Regions from separate parts of the Mus musculus genome. Here region 1 is linked to region 2. A link is a contact called in public HiChIP or PLAC-seq data. All regions are on one chromosome and are shown on one strand. Each heading gives the region's core, a stretch centred on a gene start, on an enhancer-like site or on the middle of the called end of the contact. The rest is flanking DNA. Distances are from core to core; before and after follow the strand shown.

Evidence for each region. HiChIP or PLAC-seq counts read pairs in DNA pulled down with a chosen protein or histone mark.
Region 1: an H3K27ac HiChIP or PLAC-seq map of embryonic stem cells shows a contact between it and region 2, with 4 times the contacts expected there. The contact joins the enhancer-like site here to the promoter of Amacr in region 2. A contact is called at or near these places in 2 of 115 datasets of contacts at active chromatin or transcription factors (bone marrow-derived macrophages and embryonic stem cells) and 1 of 9 other capture datasets (adipose tissue).

What each region holds. Positions count from the first base shown.
Region 1 is chr15:10,631,416-10,636,093 of GRCm38.p6, forward strand. It overlaps Rai14 (retinoic acid induced 14), which reads right to left. Exons shown (of 18, transcript NM_001166408.1): 3 at 1,721-1,851. Among named protein-coding and RNA genes, the nearest start is that of Gm10389, 33 kb to the left of the region's middle. Within about 2 kb of position 2,961, at least 47 of the 459 cell types and tissues checked have an H3K27ac peak or open chromatin away from gene starts, as enhancers often do. A contact at or near this core is called in embryonic stem cells, where this site is marked.
Region 2 is chr15:10,978,141-10,983,415 of GRCm38.p6, forward strand. It overlaps Amacr (alpha-methylacyl-CoA racemase), which reads left to right and starts at 3,616. Exons shown (of 5, transcript NM_008537.4): 1 at 3,616-3,913; 2 at 5,210-5,275. The coding sequence starts at 3,670. It overlaps Gm34315 (a long non-coding RNA gene), which reads right to left and starts at 3,493. Exons shown (of 3, transcript XR_383838.4): 1 at 3,412-3,493. It overlaps C1qtnf3 (C1q and tumor necrosis factor related protein 3), which reads left to right. Exons shown (of 6, transcript NM_030888.4): 6 at 376-2,022. The coding sequence ends at 535. Gm52174 (a long non-coding RNA gene) reads right to left here and starts at 379. Exons shown (of 2, transcript XR_003951471.1): 1 at 1-379.

The sequences.
Region 1 (4,678 bases), core at 1,711-4,210, 350 kb before region 2:
TACAAAGTGAGTTCCAGGACAGCCACGGCTATACAGAGAAACCCTGTCTTGAAAAACCAAAAAAAAAAAAAAAAAAAAAAAAAACCCAACCAACCAACCAAAAAAACAACGAAAGAAAGTATGTAATAATAATAATAAAAGCCATCATAAGCACTTATCTTGCCTTCCCCTGGGATGACGATAAAAGGCTGTCTTATGCAGACCCCTGGTCACAAGGAATAGTTGTAGAAAGGCTGTGGAAGATTAGTACAAAAGGCACCATCTCTCACCAGAAATGTCAGGACAAAAGAATAGACTTCCGGGGGGCGGGGACACAAGGTGCAGAGTCAGGACAGCTTTTTAAGGCACCTGAGGCAATTCCAGTGCAGAGGCTCCCTGTGTGAGAGCCACTAGCCTGGAGTGAGAAAGAAGAAACCGTTTCTTGAATGTCTCCTATGGGGGAGGATTGTGCTAGCTTTGTACCTACAACCATGGGCCATCCATACTCTCTTGAACCTTTACTAACCATCAACACATCACGGCCTCTAGGAAGAAGCTCTACCTCTACGGAACAGAAGATGCGGACAAATACCCCATTTGCTTTACCTAAACTCAAAGGAAAGTGAAGGTTTATAAAAAGGGGCCAGGCAATGAGGACGTGGGGCTCTGTAAGAGCCATATGGCCTTTGCTGTAATTATCCAGTTCTACCTTTGTCGCCCAGCGGCAGCCATGGACCAGGACTTAGTGAACAGCAGGCATCGCGCCATGTTGGCCAGCTCCGCAATAAATGTAGTATTTCTGGAAGTTCTCAGAAAAGTGTCCCAGCCACCAACTGGAGAAGCCAACCAATAACAACCCCACACCTACACTTCTTTTCAGAGCTGCTGGAATCTCTGGCGACAGACGCTACTGGCACACAAGCCGCTTCTCCTGAGGACACCCAAAGTGAGGCTCAGTCAGGAATCACCATGAGGCTCAGTGGCACACACCATTAGTCCCAGCAACTGGGATTCAGAGGGAGGCACATATCTGTGAGTTCAAGGCCAGTATGGTCAACATAGTTGAGTTCTGGGATAGCCAGGAGGAGTACAGTGAGTCCTTGTCTTAACAAGAATGAAACAAAGTAAGGCTCAAGGATTAGGAGGTCATAAGTATTATAATGGCCACATGAGAGGCCTCATGGAGGTGGCTCCAACATTACTAATCTCAATACCGCGCCCCCTCTGGTAAGCAGGAATTTGAGGCATACAAACACAAAGCAAAAATCTTCCTATAGCTCTCACACAACCACGACCTCTGCTAAAGGGTGGCTTACTGAATTACAAGCAGTAAGGTTTGAAAGCTGTGCTGTTCCTTATCTAGGGGAGAATTTATTTCCCATCTGCCAACCGCTCGCAACCCTGGTGCTATTTGTTCTCTGGTGCAATTGTTGGTTGGTTGTTTCCAGGAACAGCTAATGGCCACGAGGGGAAAGTTCAACGTATAATTTGGAGTTGGATGGGAAAGGAAACAGACCCAGACACGTTTTCGCATGGGGTTAGGAAGAAGTCAGCACTAGTTGTTTTTTTTTTTTTTTTTGAAGGCCCCCAAAGCATTGGTCAAACTCCCCTTGATGAATAAGTCAGCATTTCGGGGTTTGGTTTTTGTTTCTTACAGTGTTGGCGATGGAGCCCAGAGCAGCAGACACACTACCACAGACATGCTCCCCACCCTTAACAAGCCAGTATTATTCTCTCTTACGCGGTCTTGCCCTCGCTGTCATGCTTCGTGGCGCTGGCCCCTTTCTTGCCCAGCAGTGAGGCCACCTTCTCAGCATCTCCGTTCTCCACAGCCTGCAGCAGACGGTCATCATTCTTGTTCCACTCGTTTGTCTGTGGGGCAAAAGGTAGAGAGAGGTAGAGGGATGAGCAACAGCAGCCATGGCCAGCATCAAACCCTGCTCAAAGCAAGCAGCTTTCAAAACCGCCTTCCACTTCACCGTGGGAACAACCAAGAAGGCTAGCTTTCCCAAAGAAAGCATCCACAGTTGAATGAAATACCAGCCATCAGCAAACTCCAACAAAGGGTCACTTCCTTCAGGTACCCTTCAGAAGATGAAGCAATGTAGGACTATGGGGTCAGCTTACTCATTAGCTAATGGCTAGCTAACCTTGACAGCTGGTGCCTGAGAACGGTGCCTGAGAACGCAGGCCTTTGACCTAGTGCACAGTTCACTCAAGGGCACGGTGAAACCAAACCAAACTGGCCGACAGTTCAAGGTTACCAAGGGCTTAAACATGAGTTCTTCCTTTTGGCCTGTATACCAGGCCTCAATTCTCTGAGCTGTTCAGACTACTGACTCTATCCACAAAAAGTGTCTCTGACCAACTTAGTGCACATCAAACAGTCAGTGCAATTGAGGAGCTGAATTCCTACAACTTTGAGGAACCAGTATTAAGTCCCGCATGGAAAAGCACAACCCGGTATGATCACTTCCTATTATATTTTTATTTAAGTTTGTCTGAGCAATGGTCCTCCCCTTCCTGCTGCAACAGTTTACTAACAAACGCAGAATGAGGTGTCACCTCGACTACAACCCAAGCTCCCCATCGAATCGAAGACAACAGCTCGTGGTGAGGACACCAGTGTTCGTTACCAGCCTAAGTCTTGTGTCACTTAACTGCAGCACAGGCTAAGAAACACAGAGCGGTGGCTTTCTCCCAGAGTTCATTTTATAAACAAGAAAATGCTTCACTAAAGTACACTTAGGGTCAGTGACCTCTAGCTATATAATCTTGAGATGGAAAAGTATGGTCCTGTAAAATCCTTCCCTAACCTAAACCGGCTAAACTAAAACTAGATAGGGCCGGTCAGAAGAATGTGAAATCTTTAATGGGACTGAAAGCACTTAAGCTGGGCAAGGCCACATGAAAGGATTTCCTGTCCGCTGCTGCTGCTCCAGTGAAAAACCTGATGGTGAGGGTTTCCTAAATCAGTTCCAGGCGGACCTCTGGGGAAGACGTGGCAAGAAAGGGCCCCTTCCTATACAGCAAGGGCACTTGCCTGAGGGCTGAAGGGACCCTGATCTTGGCTCTCTGAGCCTCTTTGAGCAAATGAAGCAAAGAGAAGATGGATTCTCCAAGGTGAATGTTCAATAATCTGCAACAGCATTCAGTCTGTAAGTGCTGCACATGGGGCGCATGGTGGGCAGGGGGACATGGCTCACACACAGCAGGGAGCTTAAGAGTTTGAATGGCGCTGGGGAGATGGCTCAGCAGCTGGGAGCACTGACTGCTCTTCCACAGGTCCTGAGTTCAGGTCCCAGCAACCACATGGTGGCTCACAGCCATCTGTGGTGAGATCTGATGCCCTCTTCTGGTGTGTCTGAAGACAGCTATACAGTGTACTTATATATAATAAATAAATAAATCTTTAAAAAGAAAAGTTTGAATGGAGGAAGCATTCAGAGCAAACTGGAAGGCAGAGCTGGAAAAGTGCCCCTGACTTTTTTCTACAGTTCATCTTGCTCAGGAAGCCCCTCCTTATTCATAGGTGCCTCCATACTCTCCCTCCGCCAGGCACAGCATGGGGCATGCGTGAGAAGCATCCTGAGGCCATTGCCCTTAGCAATCTAGAAGCTAATCCCGAGCTATGACCCTAAATCTTCTGTCCCTCCACCATTAACAGAAGAGACAGCAGCAGGCAGGCACTCAGGTTTAACAGATCCAATGCCTGGCTTAGTGTTAAAGGCGCACACGGGGCTCCGGTCACAAGTCCTTCTTACTGGAAATTACAAGAAAAACAACGGAAGCCCCTGCTTTAGAACACTCCTGTCAACCACCACTTACATGCAGGCCAACTTCTAAAGCTGACCAGGGCCCCGCAGGCTCTCAGGACCTTCCCGCTGACCTCTCTCTCTGCATCTCTGCTCTGCTGTGTCCTCTGGGGCCACCTACTCAGCTCACTGAGGCCTACTGTCTAGACGAGATGAAGTATGGCATCCTGCTTTGGCTGGGGAGGGGGTGTCTGGCTTGTTCCCTGAAGACTCTGAGCTGCAGCCTTTGTTTCTTACATCCCTGGAGCCTGCGGAACGCTCAGTATGCGCCCCCTCCTGACTAATCTAAATCTCTCTTGACTTAGCAAATGTTTGCGCTGTCATAATAAAATTCTTTCATTCTCTTGCAAACAATTAAATCATGTTTCGGTCTTTTTAAAAATACATTTACGGCCTGGATGAATCCGACTTCCTTAGCTTTTCCACAAGAAGGCCGGCTTTCCAAGATTTTTAATTGTGTATACTTTCCCCAAATTTCTTCATGACTAAGATGCCAAACCTCATAAATTCACTCGAGGTGAGCCCAGTGTCTCCCTCATGAGAACCACCCAGGTGCTGGTTGAGTCTGTCGACTGCTGGTTCCATTCTAAAGATTCTGGCCCAGCATTTAAGGTGGTTCCCAGGAATTGTTTAGGTCCAACAACTACTCTCACCGATCCCATTCAGGGACAGTCAGAATCTTATGTCAAGGCTGGCTAGAGAATTTGAAGCAATTTCGTCCTCCACAAGGAATTCCTTAATAGGAATGGAATAGGAAAATGAGAGAAATTCTCCATTCAAGCGCTGCTATGTTACCTCCCACAAAAGCTCAGCGAACAGTAGGCCTTCACTCAGGGATGCGTGATCAATGCGTCCATCAGATCTACTGCAGAATGTTAACAGAA
Region 2 (5,275 bases), core at 2,366-4,865:
ATAATATAGTAGAGCTTTCCTTCTTCCTCATCTAACAGTCCAGAGAGGCTTGGTAAGATAATCCTGTATATATGTTCCTAGTCTGAGCAGGGGTAAGAGAGCTCTCTGCTACATCTTTAAGAACCCAGATGTTTAGGAATGGCTTTCAAGGCCATCATAGTAATTGCTGTTGATCATCTAGAGGCAAGGGAAAGGAAAGAAGGAGGTAGGTTTTAATAGACAGTTCTAGAAGTGTTTCATGCTATTTCCACTTTCATGTCATTTAAGTAACACATAGCCTCAACTAAAGCATAGGTGAAGATATGGACAGAATATACTGAAGACCCGGGTTTACACTGCAAAGATTAACTAGTGTGTTCCTCTTTTTCTTCCCAGCTATGAAACAAAGGGAAAATCAGATACATCCAGCAACCATGCAGTGCTGAAGTTGGCCAAAGGAGATGAAGTCTGGCTAAGAATGGGCAACGGTGCCCTCCACGGGGACCACCAGCGCTTCTCCACCTTCGCAGGCTTTCTGCTCTTTGAAACTAAGTGACAAGGAAGACAGGATATCTCCACTTTGGGGGCAATTTATAGCTGAGCTAGGGTTGTTAGGATATGAAGGATGTTGAAGTCGGGGGTTCTTTATGGAGCATTTAAGTGTTGCATTGGTCACACTGCTACTCATTCTAATGGCATACCAATAATGTTGGATGCTTCAGGGGCTCACTGCTACTCATTCTAATGGCATACCAATAATGTTGGATGCTTCAGGGGCTCACTGCTACTCATTCTAATGGCATACCAATAATGTTGGATGCTTCAGGGGCTAAGAATAGACCACAAGGTAATCTTTCCAGATGACCTTGGGAAATACTCAGCATTTTCATCACTCTTCTCTACATGTCTAAAGGGATTGCCACCTGATACAGGCTGGAAAAAAAGCACTCACCTCAAAGGATGCATTTGCATAGAGTTTTGGTGCTCTGTTTAAATGTAATATTGGCTTTCGAGTCAACCAAGTTTTCAGCTCATTGTTCATAATATTTCAGAGACTAGCCTGATTATGATGGGGCAAAAATAAGCCCACTTACTAGACTCTACATAGGAAAAACACTTCTGAAGTCTAAACTGGGAAATAGCATTTGGTTTAGTGGGTTTTATTCTTATACTCATTAATAAAATACATTTAGTCATTTCAGGTAACCTTCAGATAGGGCAATTATTTACAATGCTCACAAATAATTGGCTCCTCTTTTAAAACAAACAAACAACCCCATGTAGATAATATTGAGTTCTACTGGCTTAGACTTGCAGATATAAACTTTTCTCCCATCTGGCTTGCCACATCTTCTCTTTGCCATTGCATTCCTGGGGCTGTGGTAGAGCTCTCTTGACTCTGTACAACAAGCTGAGGTAAGATGAGGCTGATATAGTACAGAAGTTATCACATTTTTTTTAATTTGGGAATTATACCCAAATTTTTATATACACCGTGTTATATTGAATGGTCTGTAAACTTAATTAAATACAGGCAGACAAATGGATGCAAAGTAAAGTGTATTCCATTTATGAGATCCATAACAACATGTCTTAAATGTTTTCAATAAAAATGATATTATTTTCTCTATTATCATACTTGACTAATGTTCACAAATCAACTTTAATATGCCACAGTGTTATAGAAGGTGCTAGATGGTTTTTGCCTAGCTTTCCCCATCCCAGAATCTATAAAGAAAAAGGATTAAATTTGCCACCAAAACACCATTATGCTACCTGCTATAAGTTGACACAGATAGTAACATAATTTGGGGGCTGGAGAAGCGGTTCTGCGGTTAAGAACACTGGCTGTTTCCCAGAGGACTGACTTTTGCTGCCCAGCGTTCACGTGTCACCTTACAGCCATCTTGCCCTCAGATACAACACCCTCTTCTGGCCTCTGCAGGCACCAGGCATGCCTACACTGCACAGACACACATGCAGGCAAAAAACTCGTACCAATTACAAAATAAAATTTAAAAATTTAAAGCTTCTTACTTATTTAATCTTTTTGCTTTAGGAGGTTTTTTGTTTGCGTCTATATATTTTGTTATTGTTGTTGTCATTGTTGTTGTTGCTATTGATTTGGAACAGGGTCTCATGTAGCCCAGGCTAGCTTTGAAATTGCTGTATAGCCAAGGATGACCTGGGATTCCTGATGGCTCTTCTTCCACCCTCCAAGGGCTGGGATAACAGTTGTGTGCCACATGCCAAAAATTCCAGGCTTTATTACAAATAATGCACCATGAATATCCCTCATTTTAAAAATATCTGGACACAATTGCCTATGCATAATTCATATGATTGTTCCCCTGATTAGCTTTTAGAAGAGAATTTTGGCCAGAGAAAAGATCTGCAGTGTTGAGATCTCCTATCACACAGTCTGCTTTGCGGGGGGCTTCTGGATAACTCACTACTCTGGGAGGATTTGTAAAACATTATGCTGGCTAAGACTTGTGATTCATGTGTACATGATCCTGTATGTAAGCTTAAGTCATTCAAGCCACATCTGTACCACTGTTTTTTTGTTTTTGTTTGTTTTTTTTTTTTCAGAAAAATAGAAAGGCAGCAACCCTGATAAAATGTTAATGTCTCCATGTGGAAGTCAGCCATACCTTTCCATGAGATTTTTCCATTCCAGTTTATCAAAATGCAAAGGAAATAATAGGACAGAACAAGGCTGGAGCAAGGGTAGGCACTTGAGACAGCATCAGACAAGCAGAGAGCATTAGGGACCATGTGGAAGTTGTCTGCCTTTACCACGAGGCTGCTCATTCTGAGAGAGCACAGACCCCTTTCCCTGAAATATCTTAAAACTCAGTAGCTGGTTAAAAGTGTTTTGGCTACAACTATGTAGCATTTCGCCTTTGCTTTTATTATCTTCCTCACTTGTTAAGAATGGGTATGGGAGATTTCTAGCATTCAAGTCTGGCTCTATTCAGTTTCCTAGAGCTGCATCTGGCTACCTGCAAGCTCCCCCCATTACTAAGGGAAAAAGGACCTGTAAATGAGGATGGAATATTTGTGATTATTTTGTTGCATTTTAAAGGCTGAAAAAAGTTTCTAACTCAAAATTGTAACTGTCCGTAAAACTGACAGCTGACAAACCAAACTGACTTCTAAAACTCTCCCATTTAACCTGAGATGAATAATTCTGATATCCCAGACTCTTCTAAATGCTGGGATTATCCGCGTGCACAACACCGGCGTTTTAAGCGGTGCTGGACTCCGCGCACGGATTTAGCAACTGGTCTACACCCCTGGCCCTATGGGCATCTAGGAGAGGTTTCAAACAGTTGCAGGATGACAACTAGTTTTCAGGGCGGCGAGGGAGACACCCAGTGGTTGCCTTCTTACATTGATCTAAGGAGTTGAGTGCCTTTAATCACTTACTGGGGGGTGAGGGTAGCGATTCAGGTGGCTCGATGAAAGTGTCCGAAGAGGACTCGCACAACATGGGGTCAAGGACACAACTCATGACCTAAACCAAAGTTGAGCAGCTAAACCAACTGATCCAATGCTAGGGTGGGCAGGAAGTGCGCAAGCGCGCAGCCTTCCCGGACGGGGCGGGGCGAGGCGGGGTGCAGGGGGCGGGGCAGATAAACTGTGGCTCGGGCGCCGAGCCGCTCCGCTCTCACCCTAAGGCTGGCCATGGTGCTGCGTGGCGTCAGGGTTGTGGAGCTGGCAGGCCTGGCCCCGGGGCCGTTCTGCGGAATGGTCCTGGCGGACTTCGGCGCCGAGGTGGTGCGCGTGAACCGGCTGGGCTCCACGGGCGAGAATTTTCTGGCCCGAGGCAAGCGCTCGCTAGCGCTGGACCTGAAGCGCTCTCAGGGAGTCACGGTGTTGCGGCGCATGTGCGCACGCGCGGACGTGTTGCTGGAGCCCTTCCGCTGCGGTGAGCCCTGCGGTGCTGCGAGATGACATTCCCTCCTGCCCGATTTCTCCCAGCTTCTCTGACTCCTTCTTAAGACTTTTAATTTGCTTGATTCCCCCCCCCCCAGATTTGCCTTTATTATTTGGAGGTATTGAACCGTACGAGAATCTAGTGCAAGAGATAGACTGAAAAGCTTCACATAGGAATAGAGTCATTGACCCTTTGATATGTGATATACCCATGCTCTAAAGCCATTCACAGACCATGGTTAACCTTTCTCTAATTGCTGGTATTTCCAAGTTCCAGCTTCAAGATCACCTCATTTACTTTGGGCCATATGAAAACATTGTTTTAGTGCTCTGTAGACAAACGACCAATTTGTTAACAGTATCAGTTTTGAGCACTTGCATGCTTGGTGGCATGCACCTCCATCCGACTGTACATTGGTATTTGCAACTGTCACAAACCCTGAACCAAATCTGAAGGCATTCCTTCTGTATTAGCTCAGAGAATCCATTCCAACCAGCCCCTTACTAATATTGCCTGGTAGATACCAGGACGACAGTAAATTTGACAATAAGTGGGACGGGAGTGGGTGTCTAGGCATATTTATATTTAACTCTTTTAGTTCTCACAAGCATATCTGAGGACAGTACTGTAACATTTAAGATTATGTCACAATGTAAAAATGCTCCAATTGAAGATGAGGGTGGGTCAGTGTGATTAGTTTCTTCAGTTGACTCTTAATTCTGACAACTTTCACCAAAATCACAACAAACACTGTTAGTATCACTTGCAAGAGTGTGTTTTTGGTTTGCCCCGTAAAAGGAATTATTCCCATCTTTGATTCGTGCTCTCTTTAAAAACAAAACTGATAGGTTAGGGTTATTTTTCTGCGTGTGAAACGAGCCAGTTCAAGCCAGATTAGATTATATTAAAGGCAGGTTTATTGGGAAGCTCCTCTCTAGCAGTTCACTGGCCCTAAGGACCAGGGAAGTGTCCATGGGGAAAGGAAGGATAGGGAAGGAGAGAGAAAGAAAGGTCATAGGGGGGGGGGGAGGAAGAGGAAGAGGAGGAATGGGGAGCTTAAAATGTCTGGATTGTATAGAGAAGAGCCTCTTGGGGAAGAGCAGCCCAGGTCTGGGATGGAAAGTTCAGGGTTGGGGGCTGGAGCATATGCCAGGAAGGAACTGAGGGGTGCTGCGAGGAGGACCTGGAGCCAGGTCTATTTTGATATGTGATATATGCACCTCAGTCCTTGTCCCAGGAGCAAACAAAAACAACAACCACAAAACAATTGATTGCTTTCCTCTAAAGGTGTCATGGAGAAACTCCAGCTTGGGCCAGAGACTCTACTGCAGGACAATCCAAAGCTCATCTATG